Linked DNA regions of Mus musculus: all the other regions are linked to region 1. Evidence: chromatin contacts called from public Hi-C, HiCAR-type and promoter capture Hi-C data. All regions are on one chromosome and are shown on one strand. The core of a region is the stretch at or near the end of the contact, and the rest is flanking DNA. Distances in the headings are between cores, read along the strand shown. Region 1 holds the start of 1700086P04Rik (a long non-coding RNA gene). Region 2 holds the start of Psmb2 (proteasome (prosome, macropain) subunit, beta type 2). Region 3 holds the start of Sfpq (splicing factor proline/glutamine rich (polypyrimidine tract binding protein associated)). Region 4 holds the start of Map7d1 (MAP7 domain containing 1). Region 5 holds the start of Ago3 (argonaute RISC catalytic subunit 3). Region 6 holds the start of Ago1 (argonaute RISC catalytic subunit 1).

The links. Promoter capture Hi-C pulls out the DNA fragments that hold promoters and counts their contacts. Hi-C and Micro-C count contacts between places; a contact is called where the count stands out from the background. HiCAR-type assays count read pairs that join an accessible place to other places.
Region 2: a promoter capture Hi-C map of hippocampal neurons shows a contact between it and region 1, with 8 times the contacts expected there. The contact joins the promoter of Psmb2 here to the promoter of 1700086P04Rik in region 1. A contact is called at or near these places in 4 of 39 promoter capture datasets (cranial neural crest, hippocampal neurons, liver and 1 more) and 1 of 484 Hi-C or Micro-C datasets (B cells).
Region 3: a promoter capture Hi-C map of pre-B cells shows a contact between it and region 1, with 4 times the contacts expected there. The contact joins the promoter of Sfpq here to the promoter of 1700086P04Rik in region 1. A contact is called at or near these places in 3 of 39 promoter capture datasets (hippocampal neurons, liver and pre-B cells).
Region 4: a contact with region 1 is called in a Hi-C map of B cells, with 5 read pairs. The contact joins the promoter of Map7d1 here to the promoter of 1700086P04Rik in region 1. A contact is called at or near these places in 2 of 39 promoter capture datasets (hippocampal neurons and pre-B cells), 1 of 484 Hi-C or Micro-C datasets (B cells) and 1 of 115 datasets of contacts at active chromatin or transcription factors (large pre-B cells).
Region 5: a contact with region 1 is called in a promoter capture Hi-C map of the C10 cell line, with 5 times the contacts expected there. The contact joins the promoter of Ago3 here to the promoter of 1700086P04Rik in region 1.
Region 6: a HiCAR-type map of astrocytes shows a contact between it and region 1, with 3 times the contacts expected there. The contact joins the promoter of Ago1 here to the promoter of 1700086P04Rik in region 1. A contact is called at or near these places in 1 of 39 promoter capture datasets (cranial neural crest) and 1 of 115 datasets of contacts at active chromatin or transcription factors (astrocytes).

The regions. Positions count from the first base shown.
Region 1 is chr4:129,056,544-129,061,034 of GRCm38.p6, forward strand. 1700086P04Rik (a long non-coding RNA gene) reads right to left here and starts at 1,610. Exons shown (of 2, transcript XR_868180.3): 1 at 1,245-1,610. It overlaps Rnf19b (ring finger protein 19B), which reads left to right and starts at 1,601. Exons shown (of 9, transcript NM_029219.2): 1 at 1,601-2,353. The coding sequence starts at 1,728.
Region 2 is chr4:126,674,667-126,679,164 of GRCm38.p6, forward strand. It overlaps Psmb2 (proteasome (prosome, macropain) subunit, beta type 2), which reads left to right and starts at 2,977. Exons shown (of 6, transcript NM_011970.4): 1 at 2,977-3,179. The coding sequence starts at 3,089.
Region 3 is chr4:127,019,368-127,023,611 of GRCm38.p6, forward strand. It overlaps Sfpq (splicing factor proline/glutamine rich (polypyrimidine tract binding protein associated)), which reads left to right and starts at 1,934. Exons shown (of 10, transcript NM_023603.3): 1 at 1,934-2,853; 2 at 3,449-3,637; 3 at 3,900-4,201. The coding sequence starts at 2,050.
Region 4 is chr4:126,253,547-126,257,902 of GRCm38.p6, forward strand. It overlaps Map7d1 (MAP7 domain containing 1), which reads right to left and starts at 2,773. Exons shown (of 18, transcript NM_001347198.1): 1 at 2,471-2,773. The coding sequence starts at 2,516.
Region 5 is chr4:126,427,045-126,431,216 of GRCm38.p6, forward strand. Ago3 (argonaute RISC catalytic subunit 3) reads right to left here and starts at 2,498. Exons shown (of 19, transcript NM_153402.2): 1 at 2,224-2,498. The coding sequence starts at 2,242.
Region 6 is chr4:126,466,457-126,470,719 of GRCm38.p6, forward strand. Ago1 (argonaute RISC catalytic subunit 1) reads right to left here and starts at 2,127. Exons shown (of 19, transcript NM_153403.3): 1 at 1,941-2,127. The coding sequence starts at 1,965.

The sequences.
Region 1 (4,491 bases), core at 360-2,859:
ACGGGTGGGGAAAATATGTCCTGCGTTAAAGCCATCGAGCTATTTAGAATATTTGTTAACACGACAGACAGAGCCTAGCCGAGTGTCATACAGACCCAGCAAGAGCTGGAGCTGGTGACGTGTTCACGGAAGTGTGTTTTAGCTATCTAGCATTAAACCTCTTTTCTTCTTAAGGAAAACTACCCTTCTGCCCTACACACACACACACACACACACACACACACACACACACACACACACACACAAAGTCCTGGTGTTGTCAATTCCAGCCGTCATATTTTTCTGTCCTTCTCTTTCTTGGGTTCTTGGCAGCATTTGTCACAATTGACGGCTGACCACTTCCTCTTGCAAACAAATTGTCTTGGCATCTATGACATCACACCTGCTTGATCATCTATGACATCATACCTTCTTAGGCCACTAGACCCTGTTCTTAGTTTTCATTACCGGACATTTCTTCCAATGGGCTTCGTTTGCTGTGTTGTTGTAATCTCAAAAGTTTAAAGAGTTGCGGATCTGGTTTTAAGTATTGGCCAGGAAAAAAAAATCAAACAACTTACTATGTTCACATATCTGTTCCTACATTGCACGATCCCCACCCCCATCTCCTTAAGGCATGCTAGACAAGTGAATCACTGTAAGCCTTCACTGCCATTCCTTATTAATAACAAGACACTGTTTTTATCTTTAAAGAAAGATGCATCAAGATGATTGTTTTAACCAATGAGATTCAAGCAAAACTGGGCAGAACTTCCTAAGCAGTCTTCTTAAAATAAGACATTTTTCTTCCCACCGTTTGGAATATGGCAGAATGAGGTGAGCTTAAGACAGAAGCTTGAACTGTCGATCTTCGGACATATTTTTCATGGAAAGAAAATTCTCTATCATAAGCCTCCCTCTCTCATTTCTCTAAGCCAAAATCTAATCCTGACCTGGCTTTGCTGCTGTTGAAGGTATTTGCTTTTCTCATCACCAAGCCTAAGGGTCTTTTGTTAGAGGAACTGGGGAAGGGGGACTGAAAGAAACCATTTCTAGAAGCGAAATTGTTGGGCCTCTTTCTACCAACAGTGACTAACCAGAGTACCTGAGAGATACAGCTTAGGAGTAAGTTCACTAGTTGACAGAAAACAGCAAATGCTAGAATGAAAACTCTGGACTCATTCTTGAAGATAGGGGAGCCTGCCTGTCTTATCTAGAAGTGCGGCTCACTTTGAGGATCTTCAATGAGTGACTATATTCCTTACCACTTAATGGCTAGCATCAACAGAAATGTTGGGCGGTGGATCGGCGGGAATCACTACCAGATCAACGCTCGTCTTCTTTTTACAGACGAAATGAAGGCATCCTCATTGAAAAGAAGACCCCTGACTCCTGGACAAGGAACGGAGGGTGGAGCCTGTGCAAAATATGGCTGCGCCGGACCACCTGACCGCAGAAGGCGGGGCTTCGCCGCAGCCTGCAGGCCCCGCCCTCCAGGCCCCGCCCAGCTCCTCTCGCGGGGCCGCGCGGGTTGTGAGGTGTCTGAGGCCGGCGCCTGCGCAGTTGCCCGCGGCGCGCGGGGCGGAGGCTTTATAACCACTTCGTAGCGGCTGGTCGGCTTCTGTCTCTGGGAGGACTGCCGAGGCGGTGGCGGCGGCGGCGGCGGCCGGGGCGCCGGCTGGGAGGGGGCGCTGAGGCGGGAGCTACGGCGGCGCTGGGCGCCCCTGGCTCCTCAGCCTCTGCGGGCCATGGGCTCCGAGAAGGACTCCGAGTCGCCGCGCTCCACCTCGCTCCATGCGGCCGCCCCCGACCCTAAGTGCCGCAGCGGCGGCCGGCGCCGGCGCCTCACCTTCCACAGCGTCTTCTCCGCCTCGGCCCGCGGCCGCCGCGCCCGGACCAAGCCTCAGGCCGAACCGCCGCCCCCGGCTGCGCCGCCGCCGCCGCCGCCGCCCGCTCCGGCCCCGGTTGAGGCTCAGGCCCCGCCGGTGGAAGCTCTGCCCTCCGAGCCCGCTGCCGAGGCTGAGGCGGAGGCCGTGGCTGCCGGGCCGGAGGAGGACGAGGCGGCGGAGGGCGGCGGCGCGGAGGAGGTGGAGTGCCCGCTGTGCCTGGTGCGCCTGCCGCCCGAGCGGGCCCCGCGCCTCCTCAGCTGCCCGCATCGCTCGTGCCGGGACTGCCTCCGCCACTACCTGCGCCTGGAGATCAGCGAGAGCCGCGTGCCCATCAGCTGCCCCGAGTGCAGCGAGCGGCTCAACCCACACGACATCCGTCTGCTGCTGGCCGACCCGCCGCTCATGCACAAGTACGAAGAGTTCATGCTGCGCCGGTACCTGGCCTCGGACCCCGACTGCCGCTGGTGTCCGGCCCCTGACTGCGGGTGAGCGCGGGGGCGTGGCCGCGGGGGTCGTCCCGGGTGCAACGGGTGTCACACACCTTGAGGGAGGAGAGGATGGTGCCCAGCAGGAGGTAGAGGACGGACGATCACGAGTAACCGACCCTCAGACCAGCCTTGCAACCGGTCTGATGGCACTCAGCACCCTATACCTACTTGCTTGAGGTGGCTTGAGGTGGTGGCTGAGTGCTAAGAGAAGGGAACTGTCCATTAAGTCAGAATATCCGGGTGAGCAGGGGTTTTTTTTGTTTTGTTTTGTTTTCTTTCTCTTTGCCCAGGAAGGGAGAGGTGTGTGTATGTGCGTGTTATCGTAATGATTGAGAAGGAATATTTGTTATAGGAGAGAGAATGAAAATGTCCTACTGAAGGGGCCGCGCTTCCGAGGGGTGTGTCCATATGGCTAGGGGCGCACTTAGCAGCAGCATTGCAGAAGGCGTGTTCTTCCACACAACCGCTGCTGAAAGTTGAGATGCAGATGATGAGAGAAGGCAGCTCACTAACAGCTCTAGGGGCACCCTGGGCACTGCGTGCTGTGCTAAGCCACTGGCAGGCACCTTGTGGTTCCTAACGTGCTGCCGAGGGCAAAGTCACAACAGACTTTTTGACCAGAAAAATCAATAGGGCTCAGAGGCGGTGTCTACCCAGAAGTTGATCTGGTGTGAGAAAATGTGTTTGCCTACCTTTTCAGTCTTGAAATCTGTATGACAGTCTTTTTAATGTTCCATGTATGCTTGATTTCAAAGGTCAGTGAGTTAAAATACTCTTTAGAGCAGGAATTACTGATTTCTCTGTCTGAAGCTTTCAGTGGAGGTCCTCCACCCCCTTTCTTTAAAACAAAACAAAACAAAAAACTTGGTTGTCTCTATCATTCCAATATATGAATGGTCAAATGCAGCCAAGAAGGGGCTCTTCAGTGTGATGGGGAGTCAGACTGCCATTACCTGTTCTGTGACCTTGGACAGATTAATTATATTCTTGTGTGTCATGTTTTGGGGGCAGAAGACTCTCGGGCACTTGCAGCGCCTAGTGTAAAGGTAATGCTAGTAAAAAGGTATGTGAACCCTTGCTTCAAAGGATTTAAAGGCTTTTAATTGTAGCCTGTGTATCAAGGCTGAGCTGAGATTCCAGGATGCTGCCATTTGTCTCCCCTTCAGAAGGAACTGTGTACTCAGAAGTGCCAGACTTGTTGGGAAGTGGGTGTGTTTAACCTCACTGAGTTTCTAAATTACTCGGAGATGTGGTCAAAGGTACCCAGATGGCTTTCACTTTCTGTTTATCGAATACCAGGAAGGGCCTCGTGGCCATCTGAAAAGGTCTGCTTGTGTCTGGTGGTCTTACTGGCTTTTGAGAGGTTAATTTATAGAATATTCAAGTTTTGCTGATACTCTTTTTAGTCTATTTTCTGAACCAAAGGGATAGTAGTTTAGGAAAGCACTACCTGATTAATTGCATAATAGTGTATTAACTCCTTATTTAGAAATGAGAGTTTATTTGAATTTTAACAATGAAATGTGACTTCCCTGATCATCTTTTGGGGAAAGCTCCCCAATTGGTTTTTTAAAGTCAACCTGTATCTTCACTCACATCAGCATAAATGGACAGAAATTAATATAAAAGCTTGACAAGAAATATAAAGAACCATGAGTGGTTTTTAGAGTTACTTGAGTCTTCTTAATTTAGCAGGATTTAGGGTGGGCTCATCCGATTCTGAGTTTGTGTGTGTGGTTTTGAGTTTTGTTTTTGTTGTTTTGAGATTCTGTCATATTCTGTTTTAATTAGTCAGACTAACAATTATATATGCACACTTTTTGTCAGTATCTATGTATTTAAAGAAAATAAAATTTAGGGAAAGAAAGCAAACCAGCACCGAGGTGCCTTTGTGCCAGGCATGCAGATTTTGATCTTCACAGCGATAGGACATTGATTTGATAGTTTTATAAATGAGGAAACTGGCATTTCATGAAATTAAATACTTTGTTCAGGGTGATACAACAACAAACTGGTAGGCAGTGAAGCAGACCAGTGTCGGAATAGTCTTACTTCCAAAGCCAATAATATTTTTCAACTCAAGTATTGGCTTGTCATCACAGTCCCCATTTTGGGCATGTTCTAGGAAGTGTGGC
Region 2 (4,498 bases), core at 1,727-4,226, 2.4 Mb before region 1:
ACTCGACACTCGAGATATTATATCACTTATCATTATATCATTATATTCTCAAGTGTCACTTGAGAATAGTAAAACATTCAAACAAAACGGAAACAATAGAGAGTGAACTGGGCATAGTAGAGGGTGCCTGTCATCCCAGGATTCAGACTGCCCTGGCAGTCTTGGAACTCACTCTGTAGACCATGCTGGCCTCGAACTCAGAGACCTGCCTGCCTCTGCCTCCCGAGTGCTGGGATTAAAGGTGTGTGCCATCACAGCCGGGTGAAAAGTATTCCGTTAAATCACACACACTAAATAATAACTGCGTATAACTGATCTTGAAATGTTTCTAAATATTTTCCACTCACAGATGAATATTCACTGTTTTAATAAAATGGCATCCCTCTACAAAGAGGAAAGCAATTTCGTTTTCAGTTCAGTGAAATGTATCTTGAGCTATAGGGCAACTCATTTGTGTGTGTGTGTGTGTGTGTGCATGTGTGTGTGCGTGCATGTGTGTCCTTAGGCACATTCCACTTTCTCTTTTGTTTTGAAGTGGGGTCTTTTGAGGCCTTGAACGTCACCATTCATGCCAGATTGGCTGGCCCATGAGTTCCCAGGGACCCCCTGGCCTGCACCCCTCATTTCCCCATCACTGAGGCTACAGGCACATAGCACTGTGTGAGGCCTGTGGGTTCCAGAGCTTTGAGCTGAGGTCCTCAAGCTTGTGAAATAAACACTTTACTGATGGTGCCATCACCTCAGCCCCATCTCATTCTTTGGAATAGATGAGTAGTGTATCACTGTGTGCCATTAGCAGCATATGTAAAACATCTCTACTTAAACATGGAAGTTGGTCCTCTTTTCATCACTACCGCAGTGGTGCAACACATTAGTCTGTGCAGAAATGTTTTGATTATTGTGCAGACATTCCTTTGGATACATTCGAAAGATAATGTATATTTAATAAACTCTATTTTGTGGTTTTTTTTTTGTTTTTTTTTTTTTTTTGAGACAGGGTTTTTCTGTGTAGCCCTGATTGCCCTGGAACTTGCTCTGTAGACCAGGCTGGCCTCAAACTCAGAGATCGGTCTGCCTCTGCCTTCAGACTGTTGGAATTAAAGGTGTGCACCACACTGACTGGCAAAAAGGTTTTATTATTAAAGTACGGTCCTAGTTACAGGTTTTACTGCTGGGATGAACTATCATGACCAAAAGACAAGTTGAGGAGGAAACAGCTTATACTTCCATGGCACTGTTCAATACTGAAGGAAGTCAGGAGAGCAACTCAAACAGGTCAAGCTCCTGGGGGCAGGAGCTGATGTAGAGGCCTTACGGGGGAGGGGGATGCTCACCGGCTTGCTTCCCATGGCTTGCTCAGCCTGCTTTCTTATAGAACCCAGGACCACCAGCTCAGGGACAGCACCACCCATAATGGGTTGGTTCTCCCTCGTCAATCACTAATTAAGAAAAGCCTTATAGCTGGACCTTATGGAGGCATTTTCTCAATTAAGGGTTGCCTCATTTCACATAGCTCTAGTCTGTGTCAAGTTGACAGAGGACTAGCCGGCACAAGTATATTAACTGTACAAAGTCACAAGTTTCACTAAGACATTTCTATATGCAGTTTAATTGTAGTCTCTCCTCTATTACCCTTTCTATTGTTAAAAGAATTATTTTTACTTTATGTGTTATGGGGTTTTGGCCTGAATGTATGTGTGTGCATCAAGTGTGTGAAGTGCCTTCAGAGGACAGAGATACACCAGAGTTGCTGATAGCTGTCTTCCAGTTGCCTTATGGGTACTGGAAATTGATTCCAGGTCTTCCAGAAGAGCAGCCAGTGTTCTTAAGCACGGGTCCATCTCTCCAGTCCATCCCTAATTTCCTATCTTACTCTTTCCAAAATATTTCATGTAGGGCATGTGGATCAGGAATTTAATTCTAGCACTGATGAGTTAGAGGAAGGCAGATTTTTGTGAATTTGAAGTTAGTCTGGTCAACACAATTAAATTAGTTCCAGGACAACCAAGGCTACATAGTAGTAATACCCCATCTCTCAAAAAAGGCCGGGTGGTGGTGTCACAATACATTAATCCCAGCACTCAGAAAGCAGAGGCAGGTGGATCTCTGAGTTCGAGGTCAGCCTAGTCTATAAGAGTGAGTTTCAGAGTAGCCAAGAAATCCTGTCGGGACAAATCAAAATATAAAAAATAAGTAAATAAAAGTGAACATTTAAAAATTTGTTGGGATGAGGAACTTTGGGGAGGGGGGCAATGGCTGGAGTGTAAATAAATACTTTTTTTTCCCATTTTTATTAGGTATTTAGCTCATTTACATTAATAAATACATTTTTAAAATAATATTTTAAATGTAATGAAACAGAAGTATAGTAAAATATTTAAATTTAAAATTTTTTTTAAAAATTATTTGTATTGGGGATGAACGCGCTAGTGTGATGGTCAGAGGAAAACTTTGGGGAGTCTGTTCTTTCTACCGTGGGTTCGAGGGACAGGCTTGACTAACGTGCTTTCTGCCTCTGTCTATCCAGTACTAGGATTTCAAGAGGGAACCACCGCCAAGTAGGTTTTTTGTTTGTTTGTTTGTTTTGCTTTTGAGATGTGTTGTCCTAGGCTGCTCCCCTGGTCCTTAACTCTATGGCTCGGGGAAATTGTTCTTCAATCTGGCTTGCAGGGAAAATTTTCCCGTTTGTTTAACGAGCAAGGAAATGAAAACCAGAAAGCTGAAGACCTCCTCTCCTCTGTAGCACCCACACGTGCTGGTACTTCTTACACAGGGTACGGCTTGATTTGCGTGCAAACTCTAAAATTCGACTTGGTAGATAAGGAAACGCAACGCCCCATCACCCACAGCTACGTTTCCAAACCACACCTCTAGACCAGCCCACTCCGCAATCTCAGCGCGGAAAAGCACCCAAGCTCCCGCCTGCTCTCTCGCGAGAGGTGACGTCATTGGGCCGCGCCAGTGACTGGGCCGTCGCGCGTCTTGCGTCACCCCCAGCTCAGTCCGGGTGTGCTGTCTCACTGGTGAGGTCGTGTACCCGGGAAGTGTCCCTGTCCGTGGCCTCTGCAGCCTCCCGCTTCCCGGCACCATGGAGTACCTCATTGGCATCCAGGGCCCAGACTATGTCCTCGTCGCTTCCGACCGAGTGGCCGCCAGCAATATTGTCCAGATGAAGGACGGTGAGAGGAAGCAGGGGGAGGCCCGGCGGGCCTGGCTGGAGGGGCAGTCGGCGGGAGTTGGTGAAGGGGACCGTGGGCCTCCCTCTGGGCAGCTTGGAAGATGGAGCCCAGTGTGCTCTGCCCTGCTGGCACTGCAGGATTGAGAAGCCGGGGGAGCCGGCAGACAAGCTTAGGGCTCTAGTTTGGGATTCTGGGTCAGATGAGGCTTGCTAGGTGAGAGTTGCTCAGCGTGAGGGAATTAAGTTTATGAGAGCTCAAGTGTGTGCCCGGCGCCTCCAATTTCTGAATTTCTGGCAAGTTTCAGTCGCCCCAGATAGAAGTTATAATTTGTGGGTGCCCTAAGGTGGGATCTTGGGGAGAGTGAGACTCCCCAGAGTTTGGCATTTCCACTCTGCTTCCGCTGTCTTCAGTGGCTCACCTCAGAGCCTCTTCCGCCTTTCCCTGGCTGCTAGATTTTACTTGTCGTTAAATAGTGGAATGCAGCAGAGATGGCCTCTCTTTATTTGCTCTGTGAGTTTTGTACGTTATTTTTTTTCCCGTGCCCAGATTTTCTTATCTCTCAAATTACTAATAACCAACTCAAAACTTGTTGAGAGGATTGAGTGAAGGAGTTAGCATTGGACAAACACTTAACAAACTGAAGCATATATGTATCAGGTGTGTCCATCGTTAACATTTTAATTTGTTAAAAGTTTGGCTCTACTATGTGCCCTTCTTGCAGTTAGTTTTGGAGACAGAATATGTATAACTAAGATGTATAGATATAGTATATATTATATATAACACACATGCATATATATGTGTGTGTGTGTACATATATGTGTGCGTATACATATCTATGTATGTGTATATATGTATGTGTGTGTGTGTATATGTGTGTATATGTACAAAACTTTCTTAAGGAGATGTTGAAATAACTCAGTAGTAAAGATGCTTTTGCCCAGGCTTCACAACCGGAGTTTGGTCCCAGAACCCAGATGGCAGAGGAAGAGACCCCACCCCAACATCCTGCAGGTTGTCCTCTGACCTGTGCACCTGTTCTGTGGCAATGTGCACCTGTGCAGAACAAGAGAGAGAGTCTCTAAATAAATAAATAAAAATTTTAAAATTATCAAAGAAAAAGTTTCTAAGCTTACAGGTGGTAGAACCTAGGTTCAAATCTGTGTAATTTGGGACTGAGTCTACAATTCAGTGGCAACATATGTTTCGACCATATACAAGGCCCCAGCCTCAGCACTCCAAAAACAAGTTAGTAGACATTATGCAAAATGATCTCTTTTACCCTTAACAACTTCACTACCTTTATAGTGACAACTGAC
Region 3 (4,244 bases), core at 684-3,183, 2.0 Mb before region 1:
AGGAAGCTGCGGGTGAAGGGTTGTGTCTGCATGGTAGACAGTTGCCTCCCTTGGTTTTCAAGGTCTGAGGGAAGAATGGGGGTTGTAGTTTGTGGGCACATGCATCTGTGGACATGTGTGGACCCCAAGGTCAACTTAGTTTTCAGGAGTTGGTTCTCTCCTTTCACCTTGTGGGTCTGAGTGACTGAACTCAAACTGTCAAGCTGGTAGCCGGACCTGTATGTGATGAACCAACCATCCTCCTGGCTCAACACTATTGGGGTTGGGAAATCTGAAGGAAAAGAGATGCTGCCAGCTGCTTGTTTTCATACCAGTACTTATTGATACCTAAATATCATAAAACAAAAGAAAACAACAACAAAACATTAGTGTTGTGGGCTGAGAGTTGAATCTAGGGCCTCAAGCCCTTTATGACTGAGTTATGGCCTCAGCCATGCATAAACATTTTTTTTTTTCAACAGTGTTTCACTATGTATCTTTCTTGCTGGCCTGAAACTCACTGTGTAGACCAGGCTGGCCTAGAACTCAAGAGATATGACTGCTTCTACCACATGCCTGATGGGATCAAAGGCATGCACCAGCCCCATCCCGGTTAAAACCCAATGTTCATGAAGCTTTAAAGGGAGGGAATAAAAAGGAAATCTCGGCTGACCTGGTGGATGCATGCTTTTAGTCCCAGCACCTGGGAGGCAGAGGCAGGTGGAGGGCTGAGTTTGAGGCCAGTCTGGTCTACAGAAGTAGTTCTAGGACAGCCAGGGCTATGCAGAGTAACCCCGTCTTGAACAAAATCAAAAACAATTTCCTCTCCCATGATTTGTGCTTGTAAATTGTTACTGTACACACACATGGAGTCACATCTACCTCATTTACCCTTCTGCTGGAGAATAAAGTGAGTCTTCTGCATGTCACACAAGCCAGAACCCCAAAGGCTGTGTCCTCAGCTCTCTCCATACTTTTCCCTCTTGGACAAAGACTGCATTCACTCAAACCTAATGGCAAATTTTATAGTATTACAACAAACGTGTTGCTATGAAATAATGTTTTTTTTTTTCCCTTTTTTTTTTTTTTTTTTTTTTTTTTTTGGTTTTTCAAGACAGGGTTTCTCTGTATAGCCCTGGCTGTCCTGGAACTCACACCCGGCTTCCTTTTTCTTAAATCTTTACTTTTATTTATTCATTAATTTTTTTGGAGGCAGGGTTTCTTTGTGCAGTCCTGGCTGTCCTGGAATTTACTATGCAGCCCAGGCTGGCTTTGAACTTGGAGTCCTTTCTGCTTCCAGAGTGCTAGGATTAAAGGCATATGCCAAAACAACCGGGGCTTCTATTTTATTTTATTATTTTTATTTTATTACGTTTCATGTAGCCCAAGCTGGTTTTGAACTCAATGTAATTGATAATGTAAAGATAAACTTGCAGTCCTGATTACTAGTGCCTCCTCCTCCCAAATTTTGGGCTCACGTGTTTGCCAATCTGCTAGCCTTTGATAGGGTTTCAATAAAAGTAAAACCGTTGAGATTAAACTCTGTGAAATTGACTCTAACTTCATTGGCGTAGGAATAAGAGACAGCACAAGTTCAATTTATAACCTTGAACCCAGCGAAGATGTTAGCCAAGAATAGCGGACTACTCATAAGAGGAAAGAAAATAGCCTTTCAGCGCTATCAGGAGCTGATAGGGCCCTGGATATTTAATTTCACGCGAAAGTTGCAGGGCATGCCCATTCAAATTTCTTCCAACAAATCACAAAGGCGTATAGACACTTTCTTATCCGTTTATTGGTCAAATGGAAATCCCAGCCCTCCCTACCTCCCGCCTCTCACTAGGGAGCCAATTGGAAAAACTTAGGTTTCATCATCAAGTACTGTACTTGCTATTGGCTGTCCGAGCTGTCAATCTAGGGAAGGCGGGCCAGGCCGAACTGTCCTATTTAAGAAGAGGACAAAGGCGGCGCGCAGCTTGTGTCGTCCGCCATTTTGTGCTCAGCAAGGTGGCAACCACGTTCCCTGAGCGACTTCTCCGCTTCTGCCTCGACCGCCCCTTGACTACAGCTATGTCTCGGGATCGGTTCCGGAGTCGCGGTGGCGGCGGTGGAGGCTTTCACCGGCGTGGAGGAGGTGGCGGCCGCGGCGGCCTTCACGACTTCCGCTCTCCGCCGCCGGGCATGGGCCTCAACCAGAACCGCGGCCCCATGGGCCCGGGCCCTGGCGGCCCGAAGCCGCCGCTCCCGCCTCCACCTCCTCACCAGCAGCAGCAGCAGCCGCCGCCGCAGCAGCCTCCGCCGCAGCAGCCGCCGCCGCACCAGCAGCCGCCGCCGCACCAGCCGCCCCATCAACAGCCCCCGCCTCCGCCGCAGGAATCCAAGCCCGTCGTCCCCCAAGGCCCCGGCTCGGCGCCGGGGGTGAGCAGTGCGCCTCCGCCGGCGGTCTCGGCTCCGCCCGCCAACCCCCCGACCACCGGCGCCCCTCCGGGCCCTGGTCCAACCCCGACTCCGCCGCCCGCCGTCCCCTCCACCGCCCCCGGACCGCCTCCCCCATCGACGCCGAGCAGCGGAGTCTCGACCACCCCTCCACAGACCGGCGGCCCTCCGCCACCGCCCGCCGGGGGCGCCGGGCCGGGGCCTAAGCCGGGGCCAGGCCCTGGCGGTCCAAAAGGCGGCAAGATGCCCGGTGGGCCTAAGCCTGGAGGTGGCCCGGGCATGGGCGCTCCTGGTGGCCACCCGAAGCCACCACACCGAGGTGGCGGCGAGCCCCGTGGGGGCCGGCAGCATCATGCGCCCTACCACCAGCAGCACCACCAGGGGCCCCCTCCCGGCGGACCGGGACCGCGCACGGAGGAGAAGATCTCCGACTCGGAGGTGAGCGGGTTCTCGAGCAAAGCCGTCCGTTTCCCTAAGATGGCGGCGCCTGCCTACCCTCGGCGTTTTTTTTTCCTCTTCCCCCCCGCCCGCAGCCTAGAGGGCCTCCATTTTGTCCCCTGCCGGAAGCGCTCCTGCGCATGCTTGCGCAGGCGGGGCGGACGCGCGGCGGGCTGTGGAGGCCGCTAGGGATTGGCTTCCAGCGGGAGGGCATCCTCACGTCTTGGCGGTAATCCGCTAGAGGCTAGCGGTCCGGTCCCTTGGGACCCAACTAGTGCACGTCGGAGGCCTCTGTTTGGGAGAAAACAGGGCAACTTGGTGCTGTCTTCCTAGTCTGCATTTAGAGCTATTTGTTGACGTCAGAGGTGTATTGATTGGCGTTTGCTGATAAAGAGGCGATGTGTTTCAAAGCATTTTGTATACTCTGCTTCATATGGATTAGAGTTAGTGATCCTGTTGGATCCCCAAATATGGTTCAACCTGCTAGCCCTCATGGGAAAAAAGGGAGATCGTTAACGAATGCACGATGGCCTACTTTGGGACCACTAGACTTTTCCTGCTTTGGTGTATGAATTCCGTCCGATTTCTTTATTAGGGATTTAAAGCCAACTTGTCTCTCTTGCGGAGGCCTGGAGAAAAAACTTACACACAGCGCTGTCGGTTGTTTGTGGGGAATCTACCTGCTGATATCACAGAGGATGAATTCAAAAGACTGTTTGCTAAATACGGAGAACCCGGAGAAGTTTTTATCAACAAAGGCAAAGGGTTCGGGTTCATTAAGCTTGTGAGTGTAATTTTTTTCCCTTTTGTGAAAGTTTTTAGGCATGCTTTTAAATGGGAAGAATTAACGAGCCTTTAAGTTTTTTTCATCAATAGAAATCAGAATAGTGTGCATTGGGGCAGGACCTCAAAGACAGACCTTTAGCCCTCGGGGTGTTGGGAGGAGGCTTGAAGAAAGCTCTTAAGCGGTAGAAGTGGGAAGGGTTATTAAAAAATTGAGCACTAGCCAGTTTGGAAGTTGTTAAAAGTATTTCTGATATTTGCAGGAATCTAGAGCCTTGGCTGAAATCGCCAAAGCTGAGCTTGATGATACTCCCATGAGAGGTAGACAGCTTCGGGTTCGATTTGCCACACACGCTGCAGCCCTGTCTGTTCGAAATCTCTCTCCTTATGTTTCCAACGAACTTTTGGAAGAGGCCTTTAGCCAGTTTGGTCCTATTGAAAGGGCTGTTGTAATTGTGGATGATCGCGGAAGATCTACAGGGAAAGGCATTGTTGAGTTTGCTTCCAAGCCAGCAGCAAGAAAAGCATTTGAAAGATGCAGTGAAGGTGTTTTCCTACTGACAACGTAAGTTGTCTTTAGTTCATGCTTTCTTTTTTTTTTTTTTAAT
Region 4 (4,356 bases), core at 1,523-4,022, 2.8 Mb before region 1:
AGGTCCTCAGACCTCTGACAGAATTAGAAATGATATCAATAAAACACAAGCCTAGGCTGGCATTGACCAAGTACTAACTGTGTGCCAGGGGCTAAGTTAAAGAGCCTGGTGCCCCTAAGGGGTCATTTCTAGCACTATTCTTACTTTCTAGATGGAAAAACTTAAGATTTGGGTTAAGAAACAGCCCCCCCCCCATCGTCCAGTGGAGGTTATGACGTGGAACTCATCGATTCTAGTGTCTACACTCTGAGCTGCTTCCCAATCCCCGCCCTCCCCCACAGTTCACGCCTCCCCACTGGCACCAGTTGTAATGAGCCTAACCACAATAATGGTAATCACACTTTAAGGAGGGTGTCTGGTGCCTGCATGCCAGCTTCCTTTAGGTTCATCATCGCCCATCGACCACAAGAGGCTCACAGCGCAAACCCTGATCCATGTTTTCCCCGGGGAACAGAATCCCTAGGTCCAGGGCACTAGTCAGGAAACAGCTGTCTGGGATTTCCATCCAGGCCTTCTGACTCTAAAGGGGATGCCACCCTTGTCCCCTTACCCCATGCTGTCTGTTACAGCTCGGTGTACAACTAAGCACCTGAAGAAAGCAGGGTCACGTCACCAACACTCAGAGCCCTAGACCACTGCCCCATATTCTCCCCGGACCACTGCCCCATATTCTCCCCGGCGCATACTATGGGCCTGTCATTTACTCTCAGGAAGTCTTGGCTTTGGTCACTTTCAGATTCTCAATGTATAGAGAAACAAGGCATGATCCTGACCCAACCTGTCCTGTAACTCCATCTAGATCCCTGTGAATAGAAGAGTTTTCTCATCCAGACCTCTGCATGTGGCCTTCCGCACTCACCTAGGCCCTCAAGTACAGCCAAGCATCCCACCCCTGCCCCCATACACAGTCTGGGCCACTCATCCAAGTGCCCTAATTATAAACCAGCCCCGGCTAAGGCTGTGTCCCTGCCCTCATTTGGGCTCTCGTGCACACCCCAGTGCCATGAACTCTCAGGTGCAAAATACCAGTAAGCAGATGGCTAGACCAGGCTGGGCCTCCCTAGGTGTCCCCTCTCAGGCTCCGTGGAACCAAGACAAACTGGACCACCCTCGTTGCCAGCACAGTCTGTAAACCTCCAGAAGCCCACCAATCTCCACCTACATGTCATAGATCCCCACCAAGCACCACGAAGACACAGGGAGGAGCCCACCCACAGCCAAGCAGCCCCCACCTCATCCTGGGTGCTCTCCACCCCTATAGATGCTCTCAATCCGGGGCTCCACACCCCAGGGGGCAGGGAGGTGACAGGATTAGGCTGGGAACTCTCTGGAAATGTGGGGATGACTGTGTGAGTGGATCAGGACTTGGGTCCTCAGTAATCAAGCTTTTCCCTCCCCTTCCAGGAAGAAAGAGTCCTCCCTCCAACACGGGGCCCAACCAGAATTCTGTCCCCACCCCCTCGTCAGCTGCTCCCAGATAGAATGGGGTTTGCAGAAGTCCAGAACACTGGTGGTTGGTGGGGTGAGGGGTGGAAAGGAGAGCTTTGGTGGTCTAGGGCATTGAGACTCTGTGTGTGTGTGTGTGTGTGTGTGTGTGTGTAAAGCATCCAAAAACCCTCAGTCTGAGGGAATGATGTGGCATGTAGGGAGTGCCATCCTTGAGCGGTCACCTCATTCTACAGAGTCCGGCCCAAAGAAGTGACGTGGTGCCGGCAGACCTCTGTCACTCCTGTCCCAAATCAGACTGGGTGGGCTCTGAAGTAGGCCTGGCTTTTGGGAAGGCGGCCCACTCCCCAGCTCCCACCCGCGCCCCAAACAATACCGCCTCCCCCTCCCCCTCGCCTTTATCCGGCGGGTTACTTGGCAGCCACCGCTAAAGACCTCCCCCTCGTCTCCCTCCCCTCCTGGTCGGCCCACAACAGCAACAGGCCCTTTGCGCGGCAGCTGGACGGATGGGGTGGGGGCGAGGTCTGGGCCAGGGCCTGGGCGTGGGGGTACGAGGGCCTAGCTTCGGTATGCATAGTTCCAGACCTGAGAATCTGGTACCCTAACACACATATTAAGACTAAGGTCACACGTGCCCGCGGAGGATGGAGAAGACAGTAGCTCCAGCTCAGTAAAAGAGGATCTTCAGAGTCTGGGGTGGATCTCGAAGGAGAGTGGGGGTGGGGACGAGAGGATAGCACCAGGCTGCGGCAGAAGGGTCACCCCATCGAATCCCTAGCCGGGTTCCCACGGATCCCGATGCCCCGTGCTTCCCGGCGCGGAGGTTGGGGGGAGGAGGCAGCTGTCAGAAGATGCGTCCGTGGCCCGGAGCCTCGGCAGCGGCCACAGCCTTTATTTTTAAACTTCTAAGTGGTCAGAGGGCGCGGGGGGGAGGGGTCCCCGCCCAGCCGCCAGCCTCATCCTCGGCCGCCCTGCGGCTACTCGGTCCCCCTCCGGGCTCGCTCTTGTGTGGCTCCCGGCTTACCTGCGGGTGCGCCCGGGCCGGGCTCCACACGCGGGCCACTCTCCATGGCTGCGGCGTCACTGGAGGTTTTGGGGGAGGGTCTCAGCCGCGACGGCGGCGACGGCCGGAGGCCAGGACCAGGGTCCCGCGGCGCATCCCGCCCGGCCCGCCCAGCGGGCAAAGACCCAGAGGCGGCGGCGTTCCGAGTGGGAGAGGTAGAGGCCGGTGGCTAACGAAGCTCTGAGTAGCCAGCTACCCGAGGTCGGTCCTCCGCGACCGCGATTCTGCTCCTTTGCCCCGCGCCGGCCCAGTCCTGGTCGCGGCCCAACCCTATTGTACCGCCCGGGCTGGGCCTGGCCTCTCCGAATGTACCAAGTGCGCGGGGGATGACCGCCCCCGCAGTGATGGAGTACGGAGCCACCACGGGCACAACCAGAGGGCTCCGACACCGCCCTGCGATGCAGCTCCCGGAACTTCACGATGCTCCTTCTGTGGTCGCCGCAGGGCGGACGCCGAGCTGGGGGCACGCTGCTGGCCACACTGACTCCCCCTGCGGCCGCGCGTTGGTACGTGCCGCGCGCCTGAAGACTATGTAGGGAGCTCTCGGGTGACTCACCGGCCGCTGGGACTAGGGGAGTGGGGTGCTGGGTTAGGATCCCCTATTCTCTCTCTGGATGCTGGAGGCTCTAGCGTGCAGTCTAAATTCTCTCCCAAGCCTGCCTCAGACAAAAATCTTTATTGGGGGGGGGGCGTTGCAACGCCTGAAGAACGGTCTCATGGAGACTCCTAAAAGGGCTATCCTTTCTCTTTTCTGGTGATGGCTGCGAAGGCGCTTTTCCTCTTGCACCCTAGGGTTGGTGTCTTCTCTGTTTCTCTGGGAGTAATTACAACCCTGTAAGGCGCTTTACTCAGGTCTCTAATCTGCTGGGGCCCTCCCTGATCCAAACTGGGTGGTCCTAGCCTAGAGCCTCCCCTACCTTCATCAGAAGACCCCCATCCCCCGCCCCCACATCTCTCCAGAAGGATTTTTCTTTCCTACGGCTCGTCGCGATAAAGAGTAGTAAGCCTCACTTCACCCTCCTCCCCGAAAATACTCGGGGCTCTGGAGTGGGCTCTCCTATCTCCTGTTTCAATGCCCGCCCGCTGAGGTGAGGGCTTCGAGCCAAGTCGGGCTTGGCTTCGGACAGGGTGCAGGGAGCTTGCTGGGAAGGTGGATCGATAGTAGAGGTACTGGTGCAGAGAGGACCAGACTGGAGGGAGGAAGGAGGGGCCGCTGGGCTCTGCCTATCCTAGCCCTGCTCTTTGTCCTGACCTGGAGGTCATTTCTCTAGTTGTCCACAGATTAGGGCCAGGGAGGCACTGTCTCCCTGTCTCTCCTTCCCCTTCCTAACCACTGGACCCTCCTTCCTTAGAGCACCTCCACAGAACAGTCATTCCAAGGGAGAGGGCAGGGAGTACGATTCAGGGAAAGGGAGAAGTTTCAGGCAACCTAGCAGCAGTTTCTATCCCAGTAGTAAGTAACTGGCGCTTTGAACCCTGGGGGGAGGGGGGAGGGAAGATTCGCCCGAGGTGGAGGCTGAGTGACTTTAGAAAAGGATGGTGCTAAAGGCCAGCAACGAGAGTGACACGTCTCCTGAAACTCTAAAGTTGATAAACAGCAGTAGTGATGTGGGGGTGCAGTGCAGCCCACAGTGGCTGCCTAGCGTGCACTAAGCCCTGGGCTCGGATTTCCAGCACTACATCAAGCAGGCGTGATGGCACAGGCGTGATGGCACAGGCCGGCAATCTCGGCACTTGGAAGGTGGAGGCTGGAGGATCAGACTTTCAAGACAGGCTTCAGGGGGAAAAACAGCTTGGTGGGTAAAGGTGCTTTCAGCCAAACCTGATGATCTGAGTTGGATTCCTGG
Region 5 (4,172 bases), core at 1,248-3,747, 2.6 Mb before region 1:
CAGCAAGTGCTCTTACTTGCTGAGCCATCTCTCCAGCCCACATAGCTAAAAAATGTCAAATCTGAATTTAAAACCTAGTTGTCTATTTTCCTAAGTATGTTTCAATTTCACATTCACTGTAACAATTACATAAAAATCGCAAGAACAACACAAAAAACTCTCTCTCCCTTTTTCTCTCTGTTTCTCCTTCCTTCCTTCTTTCTTTCCTTCCTTCCTTCCGAAGGGTCTCACTATGTAGCTTTGGCTGGCCTAGAACTCACTATGTAGACTAGACTGGCCTCTAAATCACAGAAACCCAGGTGTTGAGGTTAAAGCCATGGGTCGCTGCACCCAACCAAAAGAATCATTTTGATGGTAACAACCTTGAGCCTGATAGTAAACAACAGCCAGTCACACATAAACTTCACTGAAGAACAAATTCTATGTTTCAAGATGGCCAAGCATGGCTGGTAGAACTGTTTTGTTTGTTTTTATTCAATGAACAACAATTTGGTTGTTTTGTTGTTTGTTTAGACAAGGTCTCACTAAGTAGCCCCAGCTGGCCTAGAACTCTTTATGTAAATCAGGCGGGCCTCCAACTCACAAAGATTGAACCATCTCTGCCTCCTGAATGTTGGGACCGAGGTGTGAGCCACCATTGCCAAACTAGTTAATAAATCTTAACTATACCTTCCCTGATGGGAAGACATCAACTGCTCTATATTTTATCAAAACAACACCCAAAAAGAAAAGGTACATTTTACTGAGTCAGGCTTAGCTAATTGTATCAACTGAGTAGTTGGCCCTATATCACAAATAATCAACACATGTCAATATTTTCACATAAAAAGCCCAAATAGGGAAAATACTCAATTTGGGGGAAAGCTCTTCAAAAGTTTTAGGTAGATGATTAACACAACCTTAAATGTCATATTTAGTTTTCCAGGCTTGGCAACAGGGTAGCTATGTAAAAATCAGAGAGCTGGAAATAATCAGATTATCTTATAAAGTAAAAGCAGTACAGACAGAATGTAAACTTTTAAAGCATAGAAAATACAGTCTGGAAACACACATATTGATAATAAGAGTCCAAAACTTCACAGCCTAGACATATTTCACTGTTAAGAAAATATGAGAAAAAAAATGGAACATAGAAAGGGAAAAAATGGTAGACACTGAGTAGAAAGAAATTCCACATAATAAAGGAAATGCCTTTTTGTATCCCTTCGACAATTATGCCCTGAACTGATTTGAAGGCCTTCTATGTTGCTAGTTTTAGTTTTGGGTTTTTTTTTTTCTCTTATATTTGGGGACCTTTCAAATTGGCAAGATGAGATATGAAATTCAGTGACTTGCTAGGACATAATAACAAGGCAATCCCCCAAATATATGAAAACAATATATTACTGATCTTGTGGATGGAGAGAACTTTCAAACTGGAGAACAGGGTGACTGCTGGGCCAGCAGGCCGTTATGTAACACCTATTTCATGTTACTCTATCAACTACTTTAGAATCGCTGACTACTTTTTCCTTTTTAAAGACAAGCACTATCCAGGCCGGCTTCCTTTCTCAAGACCTCTTTTTTTTTTTTTTTTTTTTTTCCTCAAGAGACAAATCCTAAATTCCAGATTTCCTGTGCAGGGAATAGAAAATAGAGGGGAAATAGTGTCAGCATCCTGAAGCTCTGCCTTCTAGTAAGCAGTGGTCCAGAGCGACAGGACATCTCCGAGCTCCTCAGAAACTACACACTCAGACACTGAGAACCAGGGGTGGGAGCAATGCCATCTTGCATCTGACGTCGCCCGAGCACCAATTAGAAACGTAATCATTGATTATCTCAGAGTATCCTCAAACTACACTAATAGGTAGATAAGGGTTATGCCTGACTTGTTCTGCATCCATGGGACACACGACCCGGTTAAAGGACAAGCGCGCCCTTTATATTTCCAACAAGAATTCCAAAAGCAAGGGCAAACTTCTCTCCATTCTCAGGGGAAAGCACTCTAGGGGGATGTCATCACCTACAGAACTCCAAACTTAAGCCCTCCTTGTAGTTTCGCCAACTCAATGACCCCAAGAGTGTAGGTCCCTGGGCTGTGGAGAGGACACCCGCATCGGGCCTGAAAGCCCGCAACTCCCTCACTATGTGCGCTGACAGCACCTGAAGTGGAAGGAACAAGGATGCTCAGGGGACAACATCGGGGTAACGACCCCACCTGCCCTGTCCCGCAGCTCGCCTCACCTGCGGAGCCGATTTCCATTCATGGAGCTGGGGGGAGTGCTTCACGAGAGAAGGGTGCCACCACAGAGGCGAGGAGCGGACGCCCTCGGAAAGCTCCGGGCACAAGAGGCACAGTCGGGAGAGACAGACAGCCTGCAGCGAGGTAAGAGCGGCGACAGTCCTGAGTGAGGACGCTGGAACCAGGTCCGGAACTTGCGTCGCCCACAGATGCTGACGCGTGCAGCTTCCCGACCCGCCAGCCGCCCCGCCGCCGCAGCCGCTCGCTTTTCCCGGTCGCCCCCGGAAGCCCGCTCGCGTCACTTCCGCTCTCCGGATCCCGCCCCGCTCTCCCTCCGGGTCGGCAGCTCGCCTGGAGCCAGAGCCTTGCGGGAGCAACAAGGTCTGGGGATCTGTGGGCGGGTGAGCCGGTGCCTGGCTGGGGCGGAGCCGCGGATGGGCGGTCGCCCTGCACCCGCTGTGCCTGACGGCGACAATCCCGAGCGAGAGGCCAGCTTTCCCCGTGCCAGCCTCCCGGGTGAGGACCGCTGCTTGAGGCGACATCGCTGCCTGCCCGCGGAGCTTACCTGAGGTACATCCTACCTGAGAGTGGCGGGTGACCAGCCAAGGGCATCCTCCCTCCCAGCTCCGTCTGCCACACCCGCTTGGAGCACGTGCACTAGGCGGTGACCACAAGTTCAATATAGTTTTTAAACGGATGAACAAGAAACGGGATGTTCCATGTATACCAGATGGAATTACGTTTATGTTTAAACAGTCTCCCAATACGTTGAGGAACCTAAACGACCTTCCGGTGTTTAAACACCTGCTAAACCTTCTCTTCCTTGGGACTCGAGACTTTTACAGCTAAATTGGTCAGCCTCCAGTTTCCCCGATCCGATCCAGTCTGGTGCTTTTCTGCTGACTTGGAACCTTTGGGAGACTAGACCCAGCTCATTATCCGGCAAATAGTCCGTCTTTTAAAAATACTTGGCTTCGTGAAACCAGATACTTCATGCAAGCTTAGCAATGATTCAGTATTTTTCCCCGTGTCCCAATGAACCAGTAATGTTTTGACATATATTTCTTTTTTAAAAAAGAGAATTGAGAAAGATTTTATTTTCACGATCCCTTCCCTCCCCGTTTTGGGTTTTTGGATTAGTCACTTTATCTTTGGACTTTAGTTTCCTCATCAGAAAAACTGAAAGGAAAACAAAAAACAAAAACCTCCCAAATGTTAGTAACAAAAATATTTACAATAGTTACAATTTTGAGGTACTTAATAAATATGCTGACTACATAATAAACATTTAATACATGGAAGTGACTCCAAGCCACATCTAGCACACCAATTCTGCCTCTCTTCCTGTTGACTGAAAAGAAATACTCTTATCACTTTTAAAATATCACATCCTCAGATGAATGAGCACATCTTAAAAGTCATGTTCAAGCTCTGATTATATACAATCCATATTGACCTAAGCCATAAGAACTAAATCTCAGACTTGTGGAAGGACCTATCCTACCCCCAATCTCTTGATTCTGGAACTAGTTCTTTGAATGAATGCAAGCTCAACTAGCTTCCAGAAAAACATGGTGTGGTGACAAACAGCATGCTTTTATTTGTTTTCAAATGTGTGTGGTGGTGTCTGGTCTCTGCACTTCTGGTGTCTTGGAGGCAAGAAGAGGGTGGCAGATTCCTGAGAACTGTTCAAACAGTTGTGAGCCATCCTGGGTGCTGGGAAGCACTTAGGTTCTCTGGAAGAACAGCCAGTGATCATAACCACTGATTCATCTTTTCGAAGGTGCTGCCTTTTTTAACACTGAAGGAAGATTTGCGTCCTTAGAGTCAGTGAAATCCAACAAATATCTGTGATGGGTTCCTATCTACTTTTGCTTTTACTGTTTTAGGGTAAACCCACATGAAAAACTCATGAATTAAAATTTAAAGTAGGGAGGCAAAAAGGTCTAGG
Region 6 (4,263 bases), core at 877-3,376, 2.6 Mb before region 1:
CAGCACCTCTACCCTCAAGGCACTCTCAGGCCAGGCCATGCCCGAACACACCAGTTCACTGAAGGCACATCTGGACGTGAGCAACAGTGTTTTGAGTCTTCTCAGAATACTCCAGCACCTTCCAAAAGAACAGCAGTCCAGCCCCAGAAGGAAACAGCTATGGGGTCCCTCCATCAGAGTTCCCAGCCTGAATTTTAATTCCGTCTTTTGATGACGCCACTAGCATTTTCCCAATGATCCAGCTGACTCCAGTTCTCCAGCCCTTCACCTGGCAGCTTCCTTCTGTCCTGTAACAAACAAGCCCCCTTTCTTCATCACCCCAGAACCCATCAGACACTCGTCAGGATAAAACCATTAGCAATTCAGGACATAAGCTTTCGTCAGTCTGTCTGGACGTGGGTCCTACTCTATAGTCCCCGGGTTTGTTGGTAGTAGTTTCCAACCTAGAAAATAAGGATTTACACTCTACCTAACAAGGCTATCTGTGTTTGGGAAAATACAATCAGTACACATTACAGATCAGTTCCTCCTTGTGTGTGTGTGTGTGTGTATCCTCTAAATAGGAAAAGTAAGTTAGAGCTATTATCAGGTCAATGCTGCCCCACCCCCAACATCTTGCTTCTTTTTTCTTCTCTCTCTCCCTCTTCTCTCCCCTCTTTGGTTTTCTTTTTGTTGTTGTTGTTTTTGTTTGTTTGTTTGTTTGTTTTTTGGAGACACTGTCCTGGGACTCGCTCTGTAGACAAGGCTGACCTTGAATTCATTCATCTGCCTGCCTCTGCCTCCCCAGCGCTGGGATTAAAGGCGTGCGCCACCAGTGTGTCTGCCTAACAACTTGTTTCTATCAGGCAGACAAGCTTGGCAGCTTTGAGTCTAATGACATGCTCCTGACGTGGGAAAAGATCCACTAGGAAACAGGAGGCACAGGTATATAGAGAGATTATATTGTGATATAGAGTCAATTCATGGAAAAGGAGGGCACTATCTTCAGATTAAAAGCTCCCATCTCTTCTCAGGAGTGGTCTAGAAACTTGAAAAACATGTGGGCCTAGTTTCTCAGTGACCAACACTTTCCTAAGGCCTATCTTCTGAGAGAAGTAGCTCATAAAGCAAGGCTTTGGTCCCCGTCCATCCTCATGCAGCAGAAAATGCACTCTGGCAGTTGACCTCGACCCTTTCTTTGACAAACTGCTACTCCGGGGTTTAAGGACCAAGTGTCAGAGACCGCCCCCCACCCTTCCCCCAAGACAGAAGGCAATTCCCATTTGTACTACGCAAACAGAATCTGCGAGACTGCACACTCCTCCTAAACCCAGGGGCACAGGAGGGATACTCCAACAGCCACGCCCCCACCACATAGGGCAGCCCTTCAGGCTGGTACCTCCGCGCATGCTCCCGCGCCACCACTCAAGTCCCCAATCTAAGGGGGGAAATCCCTGGTCTAAATCCCCACCCACCGCCCCCTGACCCTCACCCCCGCTTCAGGCCCAGCTGGGCGGAGCTCAGAGGCCAGCCCCGGCGCCTACTCCCCAGAGACATTAGCTTAGCCCAGCCCAGCACGGCCGAGCCCCCGCCCCCCGACAGGCGGTAGTTCCAGGCCCATCTGTGTCGCCCCCCTCCTCTCCAGGACACCTGGAGCCCGCCCCCCTGCCACCTGCCGGGCCTCCCCATAGGCCTCCCCAGACCTCACGGAAGGACACCGTGCATTCAGGCCCTTCTCCCAGGTTACTTCTCACCCTCGGGACAGTATACTGCTTCCTAGGACAAACAGCCCGGGTCTCAGATCTTCACATGGTTCTCAGCCGGAACTGCATACAACCCCCTTCAAAATGGGCCCCCCATCCCCTGAGAGCCCCTCTCCTCACTCTGCAACCATGCTCTATGCCGCGAGAGCCTATAGGGCTTTGGAATACACACTGCTCCCAGTCCCCGAGGGCCCTTACCTGCTCCCGAGGGTCCCGCTTCCATCCCATATACCCGTGCGGAGGACAGGCGGCCGGGAGACTGAGGAGTCCAGCGTGAGGGGCCTAGGTACCTCGCACTTGCACTGCTCGGGCTCCCGGGCCGGGCTCGGCTCCCCCCCGAAGCCCGGCCGCTCGCGCTGTCGCCCCCGCAGCCTCCGTTGCCGCCGCCGCGGAGCCTGCAGCAGCTCCCCCTGCTAGCGCCCGAGTAGCTGCCAGTGCGCAGGCGCGACCGATGGGCCCATGGGGCGGACGGGAACGAGTCAAGCGGGGCGCTCGACGGCAACAAAGGCCAATGGAGAGGGGCGGGGGCGCGGGGACCGTGCAGCGGCCTCTGGCGGCCACTCGTAGCCGTGCAGCCTGGCGGGAGGGCTCCAGTGGCGGAGCCGCGCAGTGGCGTAAGAGGGGAGGGGCTGGGCGACACCCCTTCCCCGGCTGCAGCCTGGGGCCCTGTCTTTTCCCTAAACAGATCTCTGGAAACCTATCCACAGCCCCGCTATCAACACAGAGCCTGGCTCCCACCCATTCCCCGACCCTCTCCCCCTCCAACACCCAATCACTCAAAGGCCCTGCCTCCCACCTCTCCCAATCACCCTCACCCTTAAGTCTTGACTGCCTCTGCTAAGTCAGTCTTTCTGTGTCCCTAGTCGCTGATCTCATTAATGCCACCCACCCTTCCAGGCTGCGTGCCTGGCGCTGAGACCACAAATGTGTTAGAAACCTTGCCTATTCTGGCCGGTGTAACAGTTTTGACACTGACAGAGCTCTCTATCTGCAGGAAGCACCTGCCTCCACTTTTTCGTCTGCAGAACGTTTGCTCCTACCAAATCTCTTAATGACGTTTTGTGTCAAACCCCAAAGGCTAATTTCCTATTATTTCCCTGCAGCATCTGAAACTATATCTCTTCTTAAAAATTAAAAAAAAAAAAGACTTTCCTTGGCTTTCACATTTTCTTAAGTCTCCTAATGTCTGTCCTGAAGAGCTTTCTTCAGTGGCTCCTCTTGTTTTGTTCACTGTAGTGACCTGAATTTTATATTCTACTCTCCCCTTGCCTCTTCACAGCTTCATCCACTTTTAATGCCCAAATATCTATACGTTACCATGTTGCAGCTTCATATTTCCTACTGTCTGCTGGACAGCTCCAGCTGGATCTAACAATTCAAACTTAAGTCCAAACCTAACCCTTTCTTTTTCCCCTACAAAATACATATATTTGTCCTGTCTCAGTGAACTGCATCTCCATGCCAAAAATATCAGCTCCTGTCTCCCTTGTCTATTTGCTATATTCAACTGTGTCTTGACATGCTTACCTTATGAAGTGCTCTCAAAGCATTCCCTGTCATTCTCATAGTCTCTAGTGTGGGTACCCTTTTCTTACCTTGCCAGAAGCACCACAGCTAATTCCTTGATCGTCTCACATAACCTTCTCATTTGGTCTGCTGCACTGATGGGGTAATTACAGAGAGACCCAGCTCAAACGTAACTTACACACACACACACACACACACACACACACAAACGCACGCACACACACACACACACACACATTTTTTTGAGACAGGGTCTCACTATGTGCTCTTGGCTGGCCTGAGACTTGTTATATAGATCAGGTTAGCCTTCAAATCACAGTATTCAGTTTCTTCTGCCTCCCAGGTGCTGGAATGAAAGCTGGCCACCACCACTCCCAGCTTCTATGTATTTTCAATGTTCACCTTACATCAGATGCTATACAAAGGAGAAGGAGTTTAGGAGATGGATGATGTTCACACCTTACTAGTGAGATGAACTTAAAGACATTCATTTTAGTATGCCTAGCTTCCTTTCAGCTTGTGAGTTGCCTTCGGAGTGAGTCATAGGCCTTATGCTGAGTAAAAGGATGTATGTCTCAGGTGGGTGGGGTAGCGCAGGCCTTTATCCCAGCACTGATAAGGCAGAGGCAGGCAGAACTCTGTGAGTTCAAGGCCAGTCTGGTCTACTTAGTGTGAGTTCTGGGACATCCAAGACTACAGAGTGAGACCCTATCTCAAACAAACAAACAAACAAACAAACAAGCAAACAAACCTCTCTCTCTCTCTCTCTCTCTCTCTCTCTCTCTCTCTCTCTGTGTGTGTGTGTGTGTGTGTGTGTGTGTGTGTGTGTGTGTAATAACTTTTCAGATGATGCAGATATGGCTAAGCTGGGGGCCACACTAAGGACTAGTGCTCTCCAGGGACTAAGAAGAAAGCTCTAGAGCTGGCTTGTCTTGGCTTCAATCCTTAGCCTGCCACTCACTAATTATGCAACATTAGACAAACCATTTTGCTT